Regions from separate parts of the Mus musculus genome. Here regions 1, 2 and 4 are each linked to region 3. Evidence: chromatin contacts called from public HiCAR-type, HiChIP or PLAC-seq and capture Hi-C data. All regions are on one chromosome and are shown on one strand. Each heading gives the region's core, a stretch centred on a gene start, on an enhancer-like site or on the middle of the called end of the contact. The rest is flanking DNA. Distances are from core to core; before and after follow the strand shown.

Region 1 (6,463 bases), core at 3,349-5,848, 450 kb after region 3:
AAGGAAGCTCTAGTCCCTTATATAAATCGACATCCCAGTACATAGAATGTAAACAGAGCCTCTGGTAGATTTTTTTCCCCCTGTCTTTTTTTGGTGCTGGGGATAGAACCTAGGGCCTTTTCATACCAGGCTAGTGCTCTCCCACTGAGCTGCACCTCTAGTGCTTAAATTGTCTCTAGCTGACTTCTAGTACCAAATCCAGTATTAATGCTACATAAGAGATGTCAGAAGCCAGTTAGTTGCAGGGCCAAGGAGATGATTCACTGGGTAAAGCTTGCCTCCACAGCTAGTGTCCTGAGTCTGATCCCTAGGACTCTTAATGGTGGAGAGAACTGACTCCCCAAGTTGTCCCATGACTGATCTCCATGTCCTGCCAAATAGATTAAAATGTAATAAAAAAAAAAGAGTAAATATATAAATTATAAGAAGCTAGTTATATACCCTCCTAATTCCAGCATCTGGGATAAGTGACCTTGCAGAGGCACTGACCCTGTCACATCCTAATGTTCACTCACCCTTCAACTCTTCTGCTCCACTCAGAGAACACCAGAGGTCCCCCAAGTTCTAACTTTTACACCTCTGCTGAGGCTGTACAGAGGAGAGCAAATAGATGGCAAGCATTTGTTAAGTACAACCCATGATAGGTTACTTCTAACCTGCCTGCTTCTCTCCCAACCCCACCCACCCACAGACAGGGCCAATGCACTCCAGGGAAGACATCACCAGCAAACAGGTTACTTACTGCTGACTTCAAAGATGTGTCAGATAGTGACACCACCACACAGGGCCCGCTAGGCATGGGCTTGAGTGAGCTCAAACACAGAGAAGTGTTTAAAGTGATCCTGGGGTACGAGCTCCAGGAAGAGGCTACACTGCCCGAGCATTGCCTCAAGCTCAACTCAGGTATGTAGCTGGGCCAGTCAGGTGCTGTATCACTCTGGCAATGAACCCCTGGGTTAGGGCTCACTGGCCAGCCTTCTGATGGACCCTGTACAGACCAAATACAGATGTAAGAAAGCCCAGGGAGTCATAAACCTGAAGTGGGTTGTGGAAGACAGACTTTAAGACACTCTGAGCTGGTTGATGATGGTGCATGCCTTTAATCCTAGCACTTGGAAGGCAGAGGCAGGCGGATCTCTGAGTTCAAGGCCAGCCTGGTCTACAGAGTTCCAGGACAGCCAGGACTACATAGAGAAACCGTCTCTGGAAAAAAAAAAAATCCAAAAAACAAAAACAAAAAACCCAAAGCAAAACAAAACAAAACCCAAAAAGAAAAGAAGAGTGACTCTGGATTTAAGTCAAGGGATCTGGACTTTGCCTGGGGATGCCAGGGAGACCTCTGAGATCCTCTGACTGAGCTCTTTCTTGTGGACAGCATGAAAGATCTCTGCTCTATACCAGAGTCATCCCTCACTCTTCTCTCACAAAGACAAAACGTTTTTTTTTTTTGGTAACTCAGCAGGAGCCTGGCACACACTCAATAAAAGCTCTGAATGTGTTGTCCTCAACCAGAACATCCGTCCCCCAGCCTAACTTACTATTCAGATCATGGCTAGTCTCTGATTACCCAGTGGAACTCCCTGCCTCCACACCACTGATCATCTCCTCGTCTTGCTATACCATCTTCATCAACAGAGCAGCTAGTTTCTCTGAACCTCTGGGGACCATTTCTTTAAGTTAGGTCACCATCTGAACAGACATTTCAGAGAGCCTGCTGACTGTTACTCAGAACTGCTTCTTCAGTTTTCAGCAAGGGAGTGGGCACAAAACACTGAAAGCAAACTGACCACTTTAGCGGAGGCTGGGCTTGCCTAAGGTCCTCACTGAAGAGCAGATATGACCAGTGCACCTTCTGTTCTAGTTGCATGTGGAGGGGCCACCTGGCCATTTCTGCCTTCATACTGCAGGGCCAACTCCCACCAGTTTTGCATTCCAGCTGTAACTAGTTGACACCATCTGTCCTGGATACCTGACTCATTAAGGCCTAGGAACAGCCAGCCAGTCTATGCCCCAGCAGTTCCCCTTGGTCCACATCGGTCTCTGTGCATCAACAGCTAAAGCAAAGTTGCAGCAGCAGCAGCCAGTGGTGAGAATAAAGGTAATTCTAAAGATGCTGAGGTGATATCAGCCCAACTAACAGAGACAACTGAGAGGCAAGAGGGGGGTTTTCCTGGAGAGCTGCAGCAGCAGAGAAAACAATCTGAAAGCACCAAGTTCTGTAACACAGGCTGCTGGACCAGTCCTCAGCTCCCCTCCCCCATCAAGAGACCAGGCTGGAGGGCATGGCCCAGAAGATGGTGGAGTTCTGGAAACTCCAAGGATAAGAGGGAAAATGGAGACTCAAGAAAATCATCAATAAACCCAGTACTGCCTGATACCAGCAACCCAGAAGTTTGTAGCTGACTCTGGTGCTGAGGATGTCCAGTCAAAGTCACCAAGACAGTGTGTGGTCCTCATTCCTATACAATCCCCGCACTGGGCTGATGGGCAAGAGGGCTATAGTTTAAGACTAGTTAGGCTATAATAAGTTCAAGGTCAGCCTGAGCTAGAGTAACATCAACCAAAAAAACAACACTAAAACAAAAACTTTACCCTTCCAAAACAAGGAACACACTGTTAACCTTGCAATTAGTCTAGAGTTGGAGCAGTGTGCTAAGAAACCAAAGTAAGGCGCACAAAGTCCAGGCAAAGCAAAATCTCACTCCCAAACCACTACCACCCTCTTCTACAACCACTTCCTGCAGCAGAACCAGCACTTTCATGAGCCCCGTGCCCCTGACTCCCAGATGCGGGATGGGAGAGAAGGTATGAGCAGGATGAAGAAGCCCACACACAGTTCCTTGGAACTACTGCAAGGGGATTGACTGAGCCGGTCTAGAGAGCCCAGGAAAGGCCAGGTCCAAGAAGACTCCAACAGGGAATTGGAACAGCAGGAATTTCTCTGCTGATACCCAAGGAGGGCGAACTTGACTTAATAGGCATAGGCCACAGTCTAGTCATATGACCAGGGACAAGCCCCGCCCCGAACCCCAGCTTCTTTCTCTGAAAAGAGAAAGCCAAAGACCCAGCGGTGGCGAGTAATCAATGAACTAGCTGGTTCCACGCTTAGCATACAACCTGCCCTAGAAGGGGCACCAAGGAGGGAGGGAAGGCCCTGGGACCAGGAGCCCTCCTTCTCCCTCCCCCAGGCACAAGTCAGGATGTGTAGGTACCTGTTTTGTCTCAAAGACACAACAGAGCTTCAGGCAGTCACCATCCCAGGAGGCGACAGAATATTTTATCTCCCAGGAGGAGACAGAATTCAGGCCCAGGCAGCAGGTTGGGCCTGGAAAGCTAGGGCGTATTGCAACGCTGTGAGGGCTCATCTTCTAGACTGGAGCCCCCAGGTTCCGGCGCCAGAAGGCTGAGAACGATTTCAGGACTCTAGAATAATCAGGTAATGTCTGCTGGGCTGCCTCCATAGTGGGTGGGGTAGGGCGGTGGGTTGAGTAGGGGCCATACACACCGAAAACAAGATGTTTGAACTAGGTATCCGGTGCAGCCCACGCTAACTCCCATCCAGCCGCTGGCCTGTCCTTGTTAGCAGTTGGCCAAGGTGTCAGAGAAGAGGCGTGGGAAAGAGGAACCCCCCCCCCCCGGTTCTGACCCTAAGCAAACATACGGAGATGTGTGTGTGTGGGGGGGGCAGATCCCTTAGCTCACACCAGGTTTTCCTAACCTGCTCCCCACATCCTAAACCATAGGCCCTGGGCCGCCTGCAAACTCCCAACACGCCCAGCCTTACCTGATGCCCTCCCGTCGGAGTTTACCCGCACATCTCTAGTCTCTGACCTCGTGCGACCCCCTGCAAATATCTTAGGGCTCTCTCCAATCCGCCCCCACTCGAGCAAGCTCCGCCCACCCCCCCCCAAGTCTAACTTCCCGGGCTTTTCCTCACCTCCCCCCAAGGCCTGTAACCTGACCCGCCCACCCCCTTCCCCAGCGCCCTCTACCTGCAAGCTCCGGCCCTCCCGCACCCCTCCAGGCCTTTTCCCTCGGGCGGCGCAGCCCTCCGCCCTCCCACCCCCCGCCAGCCCGAGGCCTCCCCTCCCCCCTCCAGCCTCGCCTGCCGGCTCCACGCGATTACCCCCTCCGGCCCTGAGACTTCAAGGATCCCGCGACCCGCGCCTCCCCCGAGCGGCCTTCAAGCCCTGCGGGCCGGGCCCGCGGGCTGGACGCTGTAGGCCGCCAGCTGAGATTCGGCCATCTCACTCTTGCCCTCCCGCCGCTGTCAGCGCCGCGGGCTCGGCTTCTGGTTCGCAGCAGGGCGCCCGGAGGCCTCGCCTCTCGGCCCTCCGCCGGAACCTCTGATGTCCTCGGGCCGCCCCGGGCGGGAGGAGGCCGGAATTGGGCCTGGGGCGGGCCATCTCACCTGCGCTGTGGCCGCGCTCCGGGGCCTCCCGGCGGGCTCCGCAGCGGCAGCTGGGGCCGGGCCTGGGCCCGGGGCGCGCCTCCCTGCGCCTCGGCCTCGGCCTCCGCCTCTGCGGCCTCCGCGGCCTCCGCCTCAGCAGCAGTGGTAGCCGCGGCGGCCATTCATTGTGGGCCAGGCCGCCCCAGCCGAGCGCCGAGGAAGCGCACGGCGCTGCCGGCAGGGAGGAAAACTGCCTCGGCCCCGCCCCTTAGGCAAGCTTAGCCGCGCTTCGAGCGCTTCGGTTCTCACCAGCTCCTCTTTCCTCCCGGGTCTCGGTTCTGTAGACGGGCTAAGTTGAGTGACTGCGGGACAGGTTGCTCTGTATCTTGGAGCTTCAGTTTCTTGTAAAATGAGAACAACTGTTGTTCCAGGAACAGTTTAGGCTCTTTGTGGAAATGAGGTTTCATGGAGCTGAGCTGAGTAAACTATCAAGATCACAGGAAAGTGAATACGAAGATTTAAACTTAGGTTCAAGAGGTTAATAAAGTGAAAACTCAGGATGCTTATGCGATGTGAAGTTCTGTTAGCATTTTGCACTAACTCAGATAATTATACGTCTTATAACTAATGTTAGAGAGGCCTGACTACTTTTTGGATGGGTAGCAGAGTCAAGAACAGAAGAGTGCGGACTGGATTAAGAGTGTCTACTGGCCGGGCAATGGTGGCACACACCTTTAATCCCAGCACTTGGAAGGCAGAGGCAGGATTTCTGAGTTCGAGGCCAGCCTGGTCTACAGAGTGAGTTCCAGGACAGCCAGGGCTACACAGAGAAACCCTGTCTCAAAAAAATTAAGAGTGTGTACTGCTCTTGTTGAATAGAGTTCAGTTCCCAGCAGTCATGTCAGATGGCTACAGTTCTAGAAACTATCACCTTTTTGCTCTTTGAGGACTTACACACAACTGCACACATACACAAAAATAACAAAAAAATAAAATTTTGAAACAAAATAAGTACCGTTGGGCCTGGTAGAAATGCCTGAAATCTCACCATATGAGAGACTGAGGCAGGAAACTCTAATCTGCCCTGGGCTATATAACTCCAGGACAACCTGGATTAAGAGTGCCCTCTACCCCCAATTAACAGATAACATATAGCAAGGCAAGCTAAGATAACTCTCACATCCCGGATCTCCATATTTTCCTGATGCATACATTAGGCCAACACTCAGTCTGAGTGGCTCCTTTGCACACTTCCCAGGCATTCGGTTATTTAATCTTTGCCCTTGACAGCTAAGATTCCTATTTAACAGGTAAGGGAAATAGGAGCCTTACATTTTAATTAACTTGCCCAGAGTACGTGGTGGGACTGAGATTCAAAGACAGTGAATACTATTCTAGAGCCTGAGTTAACCTACAAGGTGCACACAGAAGACATCTAAAGGTGCAGAGTGCCTCCGCTTTTTGCCCTGAATTAAACTAGTGAAACTCCCTTGTAGAAGAGTTGTATTATTAAGAATCACTGGTGTAGTGTAGCCTGCGCACTTCCTTCCCTAGAAGAGTCTTGACCCTGGTCGCCCACTGTAGGTAATGTCTCTAATTGGTCAGTTATTGTCATGTGATTGGCCCGCCCTCTTTGCCAACATGGCGGCTCCCAGGCCCTAATGCGAGAAGCATGCACCGTGACTCGTTGGATCCTGTGAGCGGAAGGGAGACGCTTGTCCGGGTGGGTGGGTGGGTGGGTGGGTGTGTGGGTGTGGTGGGAAACCTGAGCCGAAGAGAGAAGTTTGTCCGGGTGTGTGTGTTGGGAAATCTGAGCCGCGGGCCTTAGCCTCTGTTGGGTCCAGTGCCCTCGAGAACGCAGGATGTTATGGAGGCCACCGGATTTTAGTTTCTACTTTATAGATATAGAGGCCACCCCCGCCCCAGAATGCAGCTCTCTGACCTCCCTATGCCTTTTCCCTTCTCTCGAAAACGGCAGGCGGGTTGAGGCGCCCGCGGATGTCCCTCGCGAGGACGATCCTGTGGCTAAGCCGTCCTCTCCGTCCGGCCCACAGCCTCTGTAGAGCTCAGTTC
Region 2 (6,224 bases), core at 193-2,692, 320 kb after region 3:
TGTATGATGGGATCAAGTCTCAGGGGGGCGTGCAGGGCGGCATGGTGTTCTCCATCTACTTCATCGTCCTCACCCTCTTCGGGAACTGTATCCTTCGTGGGCACCAGGGACAGACTGGGTGTGGGTGGAGCAGGCGGGACCCAAATGCCCAGGCTCCACCAGCCCCACCAGGCCGTGAGCTTCCTTCCATCAGCTGCTTTCCCTGACTCGACATACAGACACCCTGCTGAACGTGTTCTTGGCCATCGCAGTGGACAACCTGGCCAATGCCCAGGAGCTCACCAAGGTGGAGGGCACAGTAACCACCTGCTCATGGCAGATCATGACAGCAGGGTTTGGAGGGATGTGGGGGCTGGGTCAGGGCTCTTGCTGGGGATGGGAGCACTGGGCACCTCTCCTGGAGCCATGCCATCCCTGATCAAGATAGTTTGTAGCCCAGAAGGGGAAGGGGACAGTAAGGTGGCTTCTGAGGACAGATATTGAGCCTGCACCCAAAGGCTTGAGGAATAAGGACTTTCAGGATAATGGGCACTGCTGCCAGCCAAAGGATGGGGCAAGGAGTGACTTGGTAGGGCCTCTGGCAGAGCTGGAGCTAGCAAGGCTCAGACACAGTGACAAGGGTTGCCCCTTCCCCCAAATCACCCTCCTTCTGACTTCCACAGGGAGCATGCCAGGGGACAGTTGATAGGAGGTTCGAGACAAGGTGCACAGGTTACCTGGCTGGGAAGACAGGGTGGGTCTGCAGGCTTATGTTTCCACCTGTGACCCTGTGCTGAGGAACTAGCCAGATGGAATGCCCTCAGGCTGGCCTTCCAAGGGACAACAGTACAGAGCTGTGGTCCAGGTGCCAGGCTCCACTCCAGTCCTCCTTCGGAGAAGGGGAAACTGAGGGTCAGAAAGAAAAGATCCATGGTCGCAGATGGTATGGCCACTACTTAAAGCATCATGCAGCCAGCGTGGTGGTGTGTGACTGAGCACAGAACTGAGGTAGGAGGATTGAAAGTTTAAGACGCGTGCCACATAAAGAACCTGTGTTCCCTCAAAAAAAAAAAAAAAAAGATATGCATGTGTGTGTGTGTGTGTGTGTGTGTGTGTGTGTGTGTGTGTATACACACACACACACACACACACCACATGTGGGAAAGCCAAGGCCAGGGAAGGTAGATGCCAGTGCCATACACCAGGAACTGCAAGAGCAAAGATGGAGCCCTACAAAGGGCAGAGAAGAGCTGGGGCAGGAACTCGGGAAGAAAAGTCACCGGGTGAGATGAAGCCCAGGTTTCATTCCTACTCAGTGACGCTGAATTATCTGGGGACAAGCTGGCATCACGTGCCCCTCAAGGCATCCTCCGGCATCCTAAGTGTCCTCAGGTCCATGCCAGTCAGGCCTGGGGGAGGAAACCCTGCTTTCTGCAAAGCAGCTCACGCCCCCTGGTGGCTGTGAACAGAGCAGCCAGATTATGGGCTGCGCAGAAAACCCTGGACAAGGTGGTGATGAGTGGGGCCCATGTGCCAGAGCTGGGCTCATCGGCCTTGGAGGAGAAAACATAGAGAAACCGCAGTTTGTGCAGTCTTGAGGTGTCAGGGACAGAGACCATCTTTCCTGCAGCCACGGCTGGCTCTGCAGAATTAACACACAATGCTTGCAGGCAGAGTCTTCCTCCCAGCCCCGGAGCCCCTCCCCAGTGCCTCAGAACCCAGGACTGCAAGGCTACAGGGGTAGGGGCTGCCAAGCTTCCATCTGTTTGCCCTGGCAGGAGGGAGGGAGAATTTCCCAGCCCCACCTCCGGCAGGGAAAAGCGGAAGTCTCCCACCCCAGGCACAAAGCCAAGAGTTCAGCCACCATGAAGCTGGCTGGCATGTGTCACCACAGTCCGATCCAGCCATGAGCTCATCCAAGACACAGGAGGCTGGCATGGGAAGACAGGCCAGCTACACTCCAAAGTGAAGGCAGCCATCCCCCTGCAGACCCCCGTCTTCCCCTTCATCCACTGTACATGTGGCTCACACCATTGTAATCCCCAAGCAAAGGAAGGGACTTGTTTGAGCTACATTTTACAGATACCATGCCTCATCCGTAATCATGGATTGACTACCAACAGTGAGCACAGGCTCGAAGCCAGGGAGAGTACGGTGAGCAAGACAGACAGACAGACAACAGTCCCTGCCCTGGGAGGACAGGATTCAGGTTGTAGAGGCAGGCCAGAAATCAGATGCATTTTTAAAAGCACTGTTTGTTAGTGCTGAAGGGAATAGTGCAGTGGGTTGAGTCAGGGAGTCCTGGAAGCTTGGTCATGAAGAAGAGACACAGAGAAATGGAGAGATTTTACTGAGGGTCACACAGCAATAAGTGGTTATGGCTGGGATTTTCACCCTGGCTGAATCTGAACCTTGTGGTTTTCTCCACTGCACACGAGACAATTAAACCTGAATGTGCTTCACACCCACCCAGCTGCCGGCTGAAAGTGTAGATCCCGAAGGCAGCCCTGGGTCTGCAGGTGCTGCCGGGGCCGGGAAACATTCGTTTTCAGTGTGGCTGAGACCAATGTTCCAACCACCTGGGTCTAAAAGATGCTGGACACGGTGCCTGACATCAGGGAACCCTGTCTCCTGTCACTGACAGTGATTAAGGTGCAGGTTACTTCTGTTCCAGGGGAGCTTAGAAAGTGGGGGCAGTCCCCATAGCTTCTCTTATTGGTGGGTTTGGTTTTATCTCTTTCCTCCTTGTTTTTTCTTTGTCTTTCCATTGATGGGTTTTTCTTTTCTTTCTCTCTCCCTCTCTCTCTCTCTCTCTCTCTCTCTCTCTCTTCCTTTCTTTCAATTTTTTTGTTTTTTTTTAACAAAGAGTCTCAATTTGTAGCCCTAGCTGACCTTGAACTCACTATGTAGACCAGGCTAGCCTCAAACTCACAGAGAACTTCCTGCCTCTACCTCCTGAGCATTAGGATTAATGGCGTTCATCACCTGCACCACACTGGGCAACTGAGGGCTTTTCTGCGACATAGTGAAATGACTTTAAGTCCCCAACCACCTAGGCCATGAATTGAAACCATAAGCCAACCCCTCTCTCCCCATCTTCCCACAGTTGGGGCTGCGGATAGATCTTATAAACCCCAGACTGCCTTTGGGCTGTTGACAGTTGGGGAACCTACGGCTCTGCCTCTGGGGATGTCGAAGGGAGCGGATTCTGAGCACTTAAACGACCTGTAAAGCACAGAACACCTACAGACACAGGGCTGGGAGTGCAGCTCAGGGACAGAGCTCTGTTCCAGCTAGCATAAAACCTGAAACACAGTTGGGGGAACAGAGGCAGGGTAGCCAGGCATGCGTGCATGTGCCTGTTATTCTAGTACTGGGGAGGCTGGGCTGAGACCATCTCAAGTTCCAAACCAGCTTGGGCTACCAAGGTTAATAAGCTAGCAAGCCAGCATGACCACACGGGAATGGCAGTATACTTCACCACCCAGTCTGACGGGGGTGGGGGGTGGGGTGGGGGGCTTGGTTCTAACTGGTGAAGGTCCAAGCTGAAGTTACTTCTCAGTACTTCACTTTTGCCCCAGCTGGCAGCGAGGTGGGAAATCCCCCCCTGGAGGTGGGAAGTGCCCCCCACCCCCGCCAGGCCCTTTGTTCTTGTGAACAAGAATCCCACTTACCTTCCAGGATGAGCAAGAAGAGGAAGAGGCAGCCAATCAGAAGCTGGCTCTACAGAAAGCCAAGGAGGTAGCAGAAGTGAGTCCCCTGTCTGCAGCCAACATGTCCATAGCCGTGTAAGTATCCCCAAGCCTTAAGCGCCACCCAGGCAAGGATGTGGGGAGAGTTAGCGTGGCCCCTAACTGCTGAGCCTGGGAGAGGTCGGCACCTTTGCTTTCTCGTCCCCTTTCACTCTGTATTTAATGAACACCTACAATGAGCCTGGTCCTGTTGTAACTGCTGGGAAGGCAGCATCCATGTCAGGGAGGGGCACTGTTGTGTAGCTGTTCAAGTCAGAGAAATAATAAATAATAAGCAAGACAAGTAAGTAAATTATACCCTGTGGAACCTCCAGGAAGCATCTGGGAAGGGGCAGGGAGCTGAGGAGTGCAGAACTTGAGCCAGGCTTCACTGCAGCCCCACAGATGTGACTTTATAGCCAGGGGTGCTGGCACATGCCTCATTCGAGATAGAGACAGGCAGATCTGTGTGAGTTCAAGAACAGCCAGGTCCAGACTAGGCATAGTGAGATGCTGTCTCCAGAAAACAAACTTGTTAGGAAAGGTGTCTTCATTAGGGTTTTACTGCTGTGAGCAGACACCATGAACAAGACAACTCTTATAAGGACAACTAATTAATTGGGGCTGGCTTACAGGTTCAGAGGTTCAGTCCATTATCATCAAGACAGGAACATGGCAGCATCCAGGCAGGCATGGTACAGGAGGATGGAGAGTTCTACATCTTCATCAAAGACTGCTAGCAGAATACTGACTTCCAGGCAGCTAGGATGAAGTTCTTAAAGTCCACACCCACAGTGACATAGCTACTCCAACAAGGCCTCACTTCCAAATAGTGCCTTCTGGGCCAAGCATATTCAAAGCATGACAAAAGGCCTTGCCTAAAAAGAAACAAATTTTGAAGGAAATGAGAGAGGAGGCAAGGCTCGGAGGCAGGGGTGTTCCAGGAATGGGAAAGAGACTAGCATGGCTGAAAAAGAGTGAGTGAGAGACAGACTTAGAGGAAAATGTAGGGAAGGGAACAGAATAGGCAAGGCTAGACCACAGGAAAAACTTGTGCTTGGGCTCCAAGAGTTGTTGTTCCCCAGTTAAGTTACAGCCAGAGAGAGTTCTTGAGCAGTGGAGGTTTAAGACCAGACTCAGATACCCTCTAATTATTCTTGTGGTAATAGAATGTAGTGGGGTGGGGATCTTATGTGTACCTGAAGGTCAGACTCAAGAACCTGGGCTGGCTCAGGCAAAAGAGATGACTGGGCAAGGTCATGGGTGCAGCTGCGATTCAAGACAGATTCTAAGGGAAGAGCAGACACTTCACTGGTGAATCAGAGGCAGTGACTTGGAAAGTGTCTTAGTTAAAGGGAGGCTCAGGAACACCCACATTCAGAGCCACATCTCTGCTGATGGCTAGTGGGAGTGGCTATGGCAGGGCAAAGGCATGCACAGCCAACTGCTTTCCTCCAGGGGTGCCCATGACTCGAACCTGCACACCCCAGCTGCTCACCACCCAGAAGAAAAGGATCGGAGATGGCTTCATGTGCTGCCATTTAAATTGTGTGTTTGTTCGTTTGTTGGATTGTTCTTTCATTCATTCTGGCACTGGGGATGGAACCCAGGGATTCATTTGTGGTAGGCAGGCAAGGCCTCCGTCACTGAGCCACACAACCAGCCCCTCACTGGTAGAATCTTGAACTCTGGTAGTGTGACAATGGGAGCCTGTAGTGAGGCAGGGTATTTTAATGAAAACCCAAACTGCACAGCTCAAGGTGCTGGAGAAGCCGAGAGAAAGAAGGTGCCAAGGGCGGCCCAATATCCCGTTCAGAGGCAGTTCTTCATAACCTAACTTCCTCCAAGTAGACCCTGCCCCCTAAAGTGTGCCACTTCGCGTTAGCCCATGTGTCTATAAGTCCATCAATGGACCAATCACACACCTGTCTTCTTATCAGTGAAGGTGTGAAACTGGCCTAGAGAGAGTCCAAGAGAAAGGGCCGGTAAAATGGCTCGGGAGAGGGGTAAAGAATCTTGGCACCAAGTCCTACAACCTGAATTCAGACTCTTAATAGTGGAAGAGAACCGATTGCAGATAGTTGCTCTGACATTCACACACCTGCGGTGGCCATATGCAAACACATACATCAAAGTTATAAAAGTTGAAAGAATCCACTGGAGTTGCGGGGGGGGGGGGTTGTTGTCAACACCTTCGTTATCCGACCACCTTCACACACAGCTGCAGCGCACGGCAAGCAGCCTCCCCTCCTTGCCTTGCAGGAAGGAGCAGCAGAAGAACCAGAAGCCTACCAAGTCGGTGTGGGAGCAGCGCACCAGCGAGATGCGCAAGCAGAACCTGCTGGCCAGCCGCGAGGCGCTGTACGGGGACGCGGCTGAGCGCTGGCCCACCCCCTACGCGCGCCCGCTGCGGCCCGACGTGAAGACTCACTTGGACCGGCCGCTTGTGGTGGACCCGCAGGAGAACCGTAACAACAACACCAACAAGAGCCGTGCGCCAGAAGCGCTGCGCCC
Region 3 (6,158 bases), core at 2,953-5,452:
TTTCCTTAAACATGAAGCTAGTCCTTGGCTAGGCTAACCAGCTAGCCACAAAGGTCCTCCCACTCTCAGTGGTGTGTTACAGACATCTAACACTGTACATGGATGCTGAGCAACTGAACTTAGGTCCTCACACTTGGACAGCAGGCACTTTAACAAATGAGCCATCTCCCTTGCTGCTCTGTCCTTATTCTAATGATCAATAAATAGTATTATCAACATAGATACAATGTTTGAAATGCTTTCCCCAGCCCTTGGGTTGCTATGGTTACAACAGCTTCAGAAGCTCTGAACTTCCTAAGAACATGCCAAGGGCCTGTGGCACTTGAGGGCAAGGGGATGATGGAGCAAGCCCTGGGCAGTCCTGGGTGTCTGTCAGGCTCATCCGACTGGTTGGGCAGCCTGATGCAACATGCGTCATGCAAGGCATGGCTTCCTCATACCAGGGGTGCCCATGGGGCCTGTGGCTAGGTTATGCCCAGGAAAAGGGGTACAGAGGCTGCCAGGCAGGGTTACCCTGGCTGAGCCTTGACCAGCTATCATGGAAGGTGAAGGATAAAGTCTGACTCATGTTCTGGCTCCATCACTACTGGTCCTTTTCCATGCTCAATGCTAAGATCTTTCCTCACCTTCCTCCCTATTTCCTAAATCCAGCCTTCTCTGGTCTTTTTCTTTTCTTCTATTTCAGAACTACTGGGCTTACTGCCTGGGGTTCAGAGTCTGTTTTCTCCTCTAGCTCTAATTTTTGCTCTTCAGCCTCACTGAGACCCCCTGATGTATGACAGCAACTCTGAGAGCTGACCTCAGATGTCTGCACTCTCTCCCAGATCTGCTGCCTGAGGTCTGAGCCCGCACCTCATGGCCTGACAACTTGTTTATTTCGTTTTTAACTTAAGTCATTCTCCTCATCAGCACACAGGAGCCATCCACATCCATGGAGTACGGTTCCTCAACACAACACATGACGAGCAGAACAGGCGACTGGCTTTTCCAGCTCTGTTCACAGTGATTACTTCTGTGTTTGGAAGCCTCTAACTTCTTCCTTTTAGTTCTTTATAAAAGACACAGTAAATTTTTGTCACTATAGTCACTCTACTGTTCTGCACGTGGCCTTTGATCACAGTCTCTTCCAGGACATGGTTGCCTAAGCATCACACTCTCTCCCAGCTTCTCCCTGGGTCTAGCTACTGAGGCCTGGGATCATTCTGTTTGTTGCGAGACAGGGTCTCACTATGACGCCTTAGCTGGCCTGGAACTCACAGAGATCCATCTACCTCTGCCTTAGGCATGTGCCTCCACACTAAGACTGTTTTGGTTTTCAGAGCAGGGTTCACTGTTTAGTCCAGGCTGATCATGACCTTGAGTTCTCTGGTCCCAGCCTCCTAAGCACTGAGGTTATAACTGTGTGCCACCACATCTAGTCTTCACATTATTTTCCCCTTGGCTTTGTACACCACTGCTTCGCAGATGCCCTCTGTGTGAGGGCAGGAACTGGCTCTTCCTATGGTCAACCCTCTGGCCCTCCCTGGGACCCTGCTTCCTCGTTTCTCCACATTTTTTTCCATTCATCAGTTCAGCTGCCTGACATTCTTCACCTTCAGTTCATAATCCCGTCTCCAGTCTAAAGCCCACATTCTAGAATTATCAGCCATGTCTCAATCCCTACAGCAAGAGCCAGTCTGGGATCCAGCATGAGCTCCACTGCTCTCCTCTCCCCTTACCTGGGTCCTCTTGCTGATGCCGGGCCTTCTGTACCCCCACTTTCTGGTTCACCTTCCTCTCGCTGAGCCTCCACTATGTTCTAGTCTCTGAAGTCTACTATATCATTATCTTCAGTACTTTTTAGTACTTTTTTATCTGCCTCATTGAAACAGGATCTTACTATGTAAGCTCAGGCTGGCCTCTCCATCTCCTGCCTCTGCCTTCCCAGTGCTGTACCTGGAGAATGCCATGGTATCTCACCTGAGCCTTAGAGCAGGTTCTTGGAAGTTCCCCAGTCCCTGGCCCACCTCTCTCCTCCAGCCTCCCCCATCTCCAAGCCTCCCCAGGGTGGAAGGCTCACTCACCTACTTGTAGCACTCGATCCACAGCCCCACTCTGTAGCAGGTGCAGCCCACGGGTGAATGGTACCCGGGTGTCCTGCTCACCTTCTGGGGGCTGGTAGCCCAGTGATGAGTACATACAGATCTCCCGCTCACTTCGTGGAAAAGACCAGAACACAATGCGCTTCTGAACCGGTTCCGGCACCCGGGAGAACCTTTCCTCCACCTGTGGGGAGTGCTGGTGGGTTAGAAACCTGGGATTGAATCCTGGCTTTGCTGTTTATAAGCAGCACAATCTTGCTGCTTATAAACAGCACCTGACTTCTCTGAGTCTGTCTTCTCAAGTATAAAATAGCAATGTGACAATCAACCATCCTATGGAGATTGGGAAGATAAAATATATATAAGTGAGCCACGAATGGTGGTACACCTTGAAGTCCCAACAACTTGGGAGGCTATACTTGTGTCAACTAGTTCAACACCAGCTTGGATGATACAATGAAACTCCCAGGAACAAAATAGGTTCCAATACAATCATATTTATTTACAACAGTGCCTGGCTCATAGTTAACATTCTAGAAGCTCTTACTGGCAGGTCGCAGGGGTCTGGGGTAAAACCCTCCTCAGCCCAGGCTTTGTGCAGGACAAGAAGAAGTTAGATACACGTGTGAGAAAGACCGAGGACGTGGGTTCCTAGCCTTCCCTCTGCTCAGCCCCTTATGGAGATGGCATCTTCACAGGGACACAAGATGCTGAAACCATAGCACTGGGTCAGTGTCACAGCCTCAGAACGAGCCTGAGGAAGCTGGCATGACAGCTTGAGAACCTGAAGGGGTCAGCATTACTACATCAGAGATGAAGTCAGCTCTTCAGGATCCCTAAACCAAATTGTTCAGACTCCCAACATCAGTTCCACCCTGGGTATTTCTTCCCCTGTTCCTCCCCTGAGGAAAAAAAAAAAAGCCCCTTCTCTAGGAGGGAAGGGCTGACCTGCCATCCCCTGTAGACTCCAAGGAATGGAGCCAGCATTCGAGGCTGTGTTCCAATCTGAGTTGGCTAGTGACTGGCTGGGTGACCTTGGGCAAGTTTCTCAACGTCTCTGTGCCCCAGTTTCCTCAAAGTGAGAACAACTCCACAAGGGCTCCAGAACCTGCCCAGAGTTCTCTTAGCACCTGGCTGGGCCAAGGCAGATCTGTGAGAGTCCTGAAGACAGTTTTACGGTTCTTCTGTGCATGTCACATAGGGTGAACAGCACGGAGGCCCTACCCAAGGTTTCTACGAGAGAAGGGGGAGTCAGTGATTCGGCTCCTGACAGTTGGCAGATGACTAAGGAGGGATTTTCCGGTCATGAATCAGAGCCTGCTCAGTCCACGGTCAGTCCAAACCCATCCATCCTAACTCAGGAAGAGTTGTGAGGCCAAGAACACTCAAAGTCAGACTGAAAGACAGCTGTATGGGACTGAGAGGAGCCTCGGACCCTTCCCATCTTCTTGGGGGACCCTTAGACAGAGAGAGGGGAATTTTTTCTCGGGACACCACTCCACAAGTCACAGAGTAGGGGTTCCAGGAGCCTCTCTGCCTCTGTATCCCAATCTTGGCTCTGGAATAGCTGGAGGGAGGGGGAAGGGGGGAGGAGGGGCACAGAGCCCTTCCCTCAGTGACCCTGCCTCTTGTCCCACAGTCGGGGATCTGGAGAGGACTGGTGGGCTCTGGAGGCTGGAGCAAAGGGATACAGGGGTGTCATGTATAGGCCCTGCAGAGACGGGGGTCTTCTTCCTGGAGGGTGGGACAGGGAAACCCTACGGCAGGAGTGGGGCAGTGTGGGTCTCTGGGCTGGTGTGTCTCTTGAGGAAGAAAAGAGGTCAGAATAGAGACCCGGAGGGTCGCGGGCAGAGAGGCTCGGGGTGCGGGGCCCGGGGTGGCGGTGTGGGGGGCTGGCTGCTGGGGAGGGGGCGAGGTGTGAGGCCTGGGGCAGGCCGGGGCCTTACCTGCTCGAAGGCCCAGCTCTCGGCCACCCGCTTGGCGCTAAGGTCCAACAACGGCTCGGGGCGACTGCGACGGGCCCCGGTCCCGGGCTCGTCCCCCGCGGGGCAGCCCCGGCTGCGCTTGGCCGCCGGGGGCTCCATCCGGCCGAGCCGGCCGGACGACGCGGCCCCTTTAAGACTCTTCACAACAATGAAGCCGTCTTAGCAGCCGCTGCCTCCTCAGACGAGGCCCCGCCCCCACCGCCCTATTTCTCCCTTTCTATTGGCTGTCCTCAAAGACCCGCCTCCAAGATGCCGCTGTTCATTCGACAATCTCCACGTCCGTCTTTTCTGTGCCATCCAATAAGAGGTCGCAAGAAGAGTCGCTGTCCATCACGGGGCGGTATGAGCCAATCAAAATGAGGGAACCCCACGGCTTGGCCTTGTGAGGAGTTTCGGGGAGGTCTCACGTTCATTCACAACATTCCTTCTCCGCCCCTTTGGGCCGGCCCTCTAGCCTGGCGGCTGGGGCTGCGCCTACACACGGCTTTGTTTACGGAGGGTCGCTTCCGGCCGCCTCCCGGCCGGGGTTGACTCTCTCTGAGCTGTAATGACCCTAGAAACTCAATAACCTCTCTGGGCCACTGGTACAGTTTGGATGCTCTAAGAGCCGACCCGGGCCAGCACAGTCCTTCCTAGCAATGCGCTCGCTGTGGGCTGTTAACTTTACGAGTTCCTCTTGAGCTGCGAGCTAAGACACCCCAATCCTTTCTACGTCTGTGGAATGAACATGAAATTGCCCATTTCGACCCATGAGAGTGTTAGTTTCATTAGATTGGACTTAATGCATGTCAAATCCCCCACTTCGAATCGTTTTTTCCCCCTGACTCAGCTTATATTTTCCACAGTGCGGAAGCCACTCACCATCTTCGTCATTTTTCCACACCCCACCCCCATGACCTAAGAGAACCTTGCGTTTTCCTACCGTCGCGGCCTCTCCAGCATCATTTATTCATCTAGTCCAGGATTAGATGGCCCACCACCCTGCACTACCTCTGAACCCCCCCCCCCCTTCTCTCATTATGTAACCCTGGTTAGTCTGATTGGAGATCCTCTTGCCTCATCCTTTAGAGCTCTTTGAGATACCAGGGTAGGGGGGTTGTTAAATGTCTCTCTGAACTCTGAGCTCCAAGGATCAAGTGTACGTCCATGGGGAGACAAGTCAGCACGTGGAACAGCGCCCAGCGTACAGTAGCAGTTCAGACTAAAACCTGCCAACATAGCTGTGATCCCATTTAGTGTTTAGGATCCTCAAAGCAGGAAAAACCCAACCTGGTCCACAGAAGCCGACTAGCCCACTGGTTGCTTTTGGACAGACCCCTCCCCACCGTGGCAACTAACAGTCACTCATAAGTAGCCTGTGAACCCTTGAAACAGGGCTGCTCAAGTGGGGCTCTTTTGTAGGGGGAAGAACACAATGGAGGAACTGGAGAGATGGCTCAGAGGTTAAGAGCACCGGTCAATGGATCCCAGAAGACTTGAGTTTGATTCCTGGAACCTACATGGCACATGATCGCTGTGACTCCAACTCCAAGGGAATCTTACATCCCCGGCGGGACCCTGTCTCAATAACAGCAGTGATGTCTTAGTTTTCTTTGTTTCTTTATTTCCATTTTGTTTTTGTTTTTGTTTTTGTTTTTCGAGACAGGGTTTCTCTGTATAGCCCTGGCTGTTCTGGAACTCAATTTGTAGACGAGACTGGCCTCAAACTCAGAAATCTGCCTGCCTCTGCCTCCTGAGTGCTGGGATTAAAGGTGTGCACCACCATGCCCAGCCCATGTGTGGGTTTTTTTTTTTTTTTTTTTTTTTTTTTTTTTTTTTTGTGATTGGGTTACCTCACTTAGGATGATATTCTCCAGATCCATCCATTTGTCTAAGAATTTCATAAATTCATTGTTTTTAATAGCTGAGTAGTGCTCCATTGCGTAAATGTACCACATTTTCTGTTTATTTGTTTTGTATTGTTGTTTTTAGGCTTTTTAGGGTAAGATGAGTTGAGTTAATGCAGCAGCTATTCACTTTCCTAATGCTGTGGGCCTTTAATACAGTTCATGTTGTGGTGACCCCCCCAACACCATGAATTATTTTTGTTGCT
Region 4 (6,012 bases), core at 1,003-3,502, 260 kb after region 3:
TAGGCTAGCAGGCTCTCTGCCACCGAGCCACACTCCCAGCCTTAGAAACCAACTTCAGTTTTATTACATGTGTGTTCTCTGTGTGTACCAGCCAGGCATTGACAAAGGGCGTCTTCTTAGATCCCTCTCTCCTTGTTTGTTAAGACAGGGTCTCTTAAAGCATCTGTTACTCACCTAGCTAGGGCCGGCTGGACAGCAAGCTCGGACATTCATTTGTCTGTGTCTCATGAGTGCTGGACTTACAGACCCACATCACTACTGTGGCTTTTCACAGGGTGCTGGGGACCCAAACTTAGGTTCCGATGCTTGCAAGAAAGACCTTTTAACCCACTGAGCCATCTCCCCAGCCCAGAAATCACATTTGTTACAAGTTTTTAAATTACATCACTGTGTGGTGTGTGTGTGTGTGTGTGTGTGTGTGTGTGTGTGTGTGTGTGTGTGTGTATACACTCACGTGTGCCTATGTCATGATGCACATGGTACACATGCAGTCAGAGTATGCTTTGTCTCTGTCAGTCTCCTCTTTCTACCATGTGGGTTCCTTCCAGGGATGGAACTCAGGTCATCAGATTTGGCAGCAGGCACCTTCACCCACTGAGCCATGCCCCTAGTCCCTCAGAAATCACCTTCCGCCGGGCGTGGTGGTGCACTCCTTTAATCCCAGCACTCGGGAGGCAGAGGCAGGCAGATTTCTGAGTTCGAAGCCAGCCTGGTCTACAAAGTGAGTTCCAGGACAGCCAGGGCTATACAGAGAAACCCTGTCTCAAAAAACAAACAAAAAAAAAAAGAAGAAGAGGAAGAAGAAGAAAGAGAGAGAGAGAGAGAGAGACAGAGAGAGAGAGAGAGAGAAAGAAAAAGAAAGAAAGAAAGAAAGAAAGAAAGAAAGAAAGAAAGAAAGAAAGAAAGAAAGAAAGAAAGAAAAGAAATCACCTTCTAAAATGTGATTGGTGATGGGTACGATGAGGTGAAGTGGGGTGTGGCTCCACACAGCCATGCAGGGTCCCTCGGATGGAGGCTGCACCTCCTCCAAAATGTGGCTTGAAGCTTGGGACTAAGAACTGCATTCATCAGGCAGGAGGGGAGAAGAGAGAACTTAGTGGTGGTTGTGGGCAGGGGCAGGCTCCTGTGGGTCCAGCTGTACCACAGACGTGGGGTTCCTTTCCATCCCCCTGCAGCAGGGAGTGCCAGGCTGCCACTGTGTCTTCGCTTGAGCCCTTTGTGTGCACGGGCTCCACCTCTGCCACTTCAACCAGCAGAAGTGAAAAATGTCACAAGGGAAAAGCCCAGCTCCAGCCCAGCAAGATGGCTCAGTGGGTTAAGGTGCTTGCTGCTAAACCTAATGACCTGAGTTCACTTCTGGGATATAAATGGTAGGAAGAGAGAATCAACTCCTGCAAGGTGTCCTGATGTGTGTATGTGCACATGCACATGCGCATACACACACACACACACACACACACACACACACACACACACACACACACACACACACTTAATGCATGTCTTGAGTATGTGGTCGTCTGAGACTCAGCTCTCAGTAGGGTATGTCTTTCTACCTTCCCAGGGACAGGGTGAAGCAGGACCTATTGGACTGTTGTCCCTCTGCACTGGCTGTTGACGGGTACCATGTGTGTCCACCCCCAACCCCCATTCCTGTTTACTTTTTACCTTAAAACAGAATTTTACTAAGTCATCCGAGGTTGGCCTTGAACTTTGCTCAGTCAGCCTTTGAATTTGTGATCCTCCTGCCTCCAATTCTCAAGTAGGAGTAGCTCAGACTATAGGCCTGTACCACCAGTCCCAGCTTGGGTACCGTGTCATGAAGCCCCACCCCCACCCCCACCCCCGAGATCAGCACTTCCGGAATATTCTTCCCACCTAGTGGTGGTCACTTCCTGTTGCTCGCTACAGAACAGGGCTATCACACAGAAATCTAAAGAGACTAATGGGCTTTGGGGATGGTATGGAGTAGGGAGATGAGAGTTGACATCTGCTTCTTAGGGGTGCCTTAATAAAGAGCCTGCCATCCTTGAAGTGGGCAAGACCCAAAGTGCCAAAGCTCCTCGGAAAAGCTGGGCAGACATGAGAATCGCTGTGCTCAGCACAGGGCTGGCTAACAGACCTTGAGGGAGGGGCTAGGAAACTATTTTTTGCTAACCCAAGAACTAAAGCAGCTCTCGCTGACGACGCTTCTCAGGCAGAGCCGCACACCTCTCTCCCTTCTCTTCCCCATTTTCTGATCTGTACTTTGCTGACTCATGCCTTAGAGCTGGAAGGAGGGGGAGCCAGACTGGCTCATTGACCTTTTTTCCCCCTCTCTTTAGTGACTCAGCTGTGATTCACATTTTAATTAATGTGTGGTGGGGGTGGGGCCTGCAGGGACCAGGGACAGTCTATCCAGTTGCACCTTACCCCGGTTCGGGTACAAGAATCAGACCTGAAAGAAGTGGGTGGCCCGAATGTACTATGAATCCCTCCTGATTCTGGGCCCCCACTGGGACGCCAAGATCCAGGGCAAGTGAATCTCTACGCAGAGCTGCAGTTTGGAAAGTTAGTCTGAGGTCAGGATGGAACCAGGCCGGAGCTCTCCTGGGACAGCTAAGGATCATGGGAATGTGCTGTCATTTCCTGGGCTGCTTTTTGGCTAGCAGCTGGGGTCCTCATCTGGCCTCCTTCCTCTGGGCTGGAAACTTGTCAGAGCCAATCACAGGCAGCTTTACTCAGAAAAAGAGAATGATAACAGCCAATCACAGTCAGCTTTGCTCAGAGAATGAGAAAAGTCCCATTTGGCCGCTCCCTGGGTCTGATCAGCACTTTTCCTGAACAATCAAGTGTAAGCCTCACTCCTTATACCAGGAGGAATACTTTTTATATCCTTCTCCATCCTCCTGAGAAGGAAACTGAGGCTGGGTTTCCAGTGGGGACAATTGAGAAAAAATAGGGACGGAAGGAGCTGGGGATGGCTCAGTTGATAAAGTGCTTGCTGGGTAAACATAAAGACCTGCGTTCCATCCTGTTCGTGTGCAAGTGACCGTGTGTGTGTGTGTGTGTGTGTGTGTGCACACGCGCGCGTGTGCGCTTCTGGCTCTCTCTGTCTGCCAACACACACAGGTCTTGGAGGTCAAAGGATAGCTTGGGTCCTCAGGCCTGGCACCTTTTCCCACAGAGCCCATCTTTTTTACTGGATGGGTAATGTTCCACTGTACACAGGAAACACAGTTCCATGAGGTGTATTCTAGATTTGCTGCAGTTTTCTTCATACTGAGGTAGGACCCAGGCTCTTTTGTCCTTTTGGCTCTGCGCCCTCAGCCCACAGCGCCATCTCCCTGTCCCTCTGTAGTCATCTACAAGCAAGAGGAAAAGCGTCCAAAAGCACTGAGAAGTGTTTCTGTCCTGGACAGAAAGCAGTCCACAGCATATCCCACCCCAAACTGCCAGCACTTCCAGCTCAGCATCCAGGAGACGGGGAAAGACCCAGCCTCTGCCAGGCCCTCCCTGGGGCACCCACTTCACACCCTAACCTCTGGTCAGGGGCAGCTGGATTCTCTTGTTCCCCACAGAAAATGAGGCAGTCTGAAGCAAAGCTCAGTTTACTGAGGAAAAGGTTTTTAAATGTTTACATTTATTTATTGTGCACATGTATATACACGTGTGTGTGTGTGTGTGTGTGTGTGTGTGTGCATCCATTTATACTTGTGTGTGGAGGTCAGAGGACATATTGTGGGAGCTGGTTCTCCCTTTCTACTGTATGGGGCCCTGGGGATTGAGCTCAGGACACCAGGCTGGGCAGTGGGGACAGTCACCTGCTGAGCCGTCATGCCAGCCTCAGCATTGTCTTGGTACAGACATCCATGCACACTTATGAAAGAAAGGACAGTTGTACACCTGGGAGTATTTTGGTGGCCTTTGAAGTTACATTGCTAAAAGGCTTTGAAATATCTTAGTGTTCTGTTTGCATCTAAGGAACTTATCTAGAGTGAGGTGGTTTATGAGGGGCCCTGGCTAAGACCACTTGCTGAGGTAAGATTGTACATCAAAGGGTATCCAAGGACTCTGTCTTAGTCAGGATTCTCCAGAGGAACAGAACTTATAGACTTAGAAAATGGAGAGAGAGGGGGGAGGAGGGATTTATTAAAATGGCTTACACAATGTGGTTCAGCTAATCAGCAATGGCTAGCTATGAACTGAAGGTTCGAGAACCCAGTAGTTGTTCATTCCACTAGGCTGGATGTCTCAGCCAGTCGTCCGTATACACTGGAACACTGAAGAAGTAGAATCTAATGCCAGAGAAGTGATGGACTTACTAGCAAGGCGAGAGAATGCAGGCAAAGAGCAGGTTTCCGTCTTCTATGCCCTGTGTATAGGCTGCCAGCAGAAGATGTGGCCCAGATTAGAGGTGACTCTTCCTACCTCACATGACCTGGATTATATGTGTGTCTTCCCACGTGAAAGATCTGAATTAGAAGTGGGTCTTCCCACTTCAAATGATTCAGTGAAGAGAAAAAAAATTCTCACAGGGGCGTCCAACACTTTGGGGTTTTAGTTCATCCCAGATATAGTCAAGTTGACAACCAAGAATAGCCATGGCAGACTCCCTTCTGCCCACAGGTCAAAGAACATGTTTTTCCTTGACTGGGACAGGGCTCTCAAAAGTATATATATATATATATATATATATTTTTTTTTTTTGAATTCTATGAGTGCATGTGTTTAGAAATGTGTGTGAGTGCAGGTGCCTGTGGAGGCCAGAAGAGAGCGTCAGATCCTCAGGGGCAGGAGTTACAGGTGATCGTGAGCTGATCTGTGGGTGCTGGGAACCCAGCACAGGTCCTCAGCCGAGCTATGAGCACTGTTAGCTGCTAAGCCATCTTTCCAAACCCTGAACATGTTGTTTAATCCTCTAGTGAGATGCGAAAAGAGTTACGGTAACTCAGATGTACTTTAACTGAGCAGGGGCTCCTGTTACTCTGATATCCTTACTTGAAATGACTCTTGAAAAGGAGAAACTGGGGATAGGTCCCTTGGGAAATGCGTGTGAGGGCCTGGGTTCAATCCCCAGCATCACTTAAAGAACCTGGAATTTCAGAGAGCATCTCTACCCCCGCGCTGGGAAAGCTTGCCGGCTAGCTAGTCTCGCCCGTCAGTGGGTGCCAGTGTGAGTGAAGGTCTCGAGCTTGGCCTCAGGCTCCTTTCTCCTCTGAGCCACCCTGCCTGCCTCAGTGCATCATTAACTCCCAGGGACCGCAAGCAGGTTCTGGAGTGAGAGGCCCCTCCCTGTCTCAGGCCATGTCACCTCCTTATATTCCCTATCAGATCATTTTAAAGAAACATAATTTTCTACCTCCTCCTCCTCTGTGTTTGGTGCCTTCTGCCTAAAAATCTGCTCTTGGCTGAATAGCTGTACCCTTAGGGAACTGCGGAGCCAGCCCTGATTCCCAGTGCTGTAAGCCCTGGAGGACTTTGGCAGATAGCAACAAGAAACAGACAAGGCTATCGAGGTCTCTGGAGGGAAATCAGTCCTCTATCCTGGAGACTCGGGGAAGGCCCAACCCTGCAGAAGGGACTGAGGTCAGGAAGGGAATAGGGAAGCATTGCCCTCCCTGGATGTCCTCCTAATACCTTCCCTAGCCAGACACAAACAAAAGATGCAGCCCCAGCACCTACCCTTAGATGAACCCAACCGGGAACAGAGCAGAGCATTCTGGGAGTATAGTCCAGACACTTACCTGTGTCCAAACCCAAGGTCGGAAGCAGAGATGCCATCCCAGCACCTACCTTTAGGCAAACCGAAGCAGAAAGCAAAGTATTATGAGGTTTGTAGTCCGTGTGGTTCCACCACACAACACAGCTGACTGGAGAATGGATGTAGGGTGTCACAGCCACACCCCAGCTGTGAACAAGTATTGCCTCTGCCGAATTCTCTAACCTTAACTGCAGAATCGCACACTACATGCACTGATCCATTTTCATTGCTATGATCAAACACTCGAGGTTGAGCAGTTTCTAAAGGCA

What was found. HiCAR-type assays count read pairs that join an accessible place to other places. HiChIP or PLAC-seq counts read pairs in DNA pulled down with a chosen protein or histone mark. Capture Hi-C pulls out chosen DNA fragments and counts their contacts.
Region 1: a contact with region 3 is called in a capture Hi-C map of macrophages, with 3 times the contacts expected there. The contact joins the promoter of Nacc1 here to the promoter of Zswim4 in region 3. A contact is called at or near these places in 1 of 39 promoter capture datasets (embryonic stem cells), 6 of 115 datasets of contacts at active chromatin or transcription factors (astrocytes, bone marrow-derived macrophages, cardiomyocytes and 2 more) and 3 of 9 other capture datasets (liver, macrophages and pancreatic islet).
Region 2: a contact with region 3 is called in an H3K27ac HiChIP or PLAC-seq map of embryonic stem cells, with 4 times the contacts expected there. The contact joins the enhancer-like site here to the promoter of Zswim4 in region 3. A contact is called at or near these places in 9 of 115 datasets of contacts at active chromatin or transcription factors (embryonic forebrain, embryonic hindbrain, embryonic stem cells and 3 more) and 2 of 9 other capture datasets (embryonic stem cells and pancreatic islet).
Region 4: a HiCAR-type map of embryonic stem cells shows a contact between it and region 3, with 4 times the contacts expected there. The contact joins the enhancer-like site here to the promoter of Zswim4 in region 3. A contact is called at or near these places in 1 of 15 datasets of contacts at CTCF or cohesin (the NIH/3T3 cell line), 1 of 484 Hi-C or Micro-C datasets (myocytes), 4 of 115 datasets of contacts at active chromatin or transcription factors (bone marrow-derived macrophages, embryonic stem cells and trophoblast stem cells) and 2 of 9 other capture datasets (embryonic stem cells and macrophages).

Annotation. Positions count from the first base shown.
Region 1 is chr8:84,683,264-84,689,726 of GRCm38.p6, forward strand. It overlaps Nacc1 (nucleus accumbens associated 1, BEN and BTB (POZ) domain containing), which reads right to left and starts at 4,599. Exons shown (of 6, transcript NM_025788.3): 1 at 4,412-4,599. Trmt1 (tRNA methyltransferase 1) reads left to right here and starts at 5,984. Exons shown (of 17, transcript NM_001164559.1): 1 at 5,984-6,086; 2 at 6,369-6,463. The coding sequence starts at 6,389.
Region 2 is chr8:84,553,044-84,559,267 of GRCm38.p6, forward strand. It overlaps Cacna1a (calcium channel, voltage-dependent, P/Q type, alpha 1A subunit), which reads left to right. Exons shown (of 47, transcript NM_007578.3): 16 at 1-87; 17 at 219-286; 18 at 3,661-3,767; 19 at 5,973-6,224. Among named protein-coding and RNA genes, the nearest start is that of Gm32854, 33 kb to the right of the region's middle. Within about 2 kb of position 1,443, at least 48 of the 459 cell types and tissues checked have an H3K27ac peak or open chromatin away from gene starts, as enhancers often do.
Region 3 is chr8:84,232,840-84,238,997 of GRCm38.p6, forward strand. Zswim4 (zinc finger SWIM-type containing 4) reads right to left here and starts at 4,203. Exons shown (of 14, transcript NM_172503.3): 1 at 4,028-4,203; 2 at 2,064-2,265. The coding sequence starts at 4,165.
Region 4 is chr8:84,499,524-84,505,535 of GRCm38.p6, forward strand. All of the region lies in intron 3 of Cacna1a (calcium channel, voltage-dependent, P/Q type, alpha 1A subunit), which reads left to right. Among named protein-coding and RNA genes, the nearest start is that of Gm32854, 86 kb to the right of the region's middle. Within about 2 kb of position 2,253, at least 126 of the 459 cell types and tissues checked have an H3K27ac peak or open chromatin away from gene starts, as enhancers often do. A contact at or near this core is called in the NIH/3T3 cell line, bone marrow-derived macrophages, embryonic stem cells and 3 more, where this site is marked.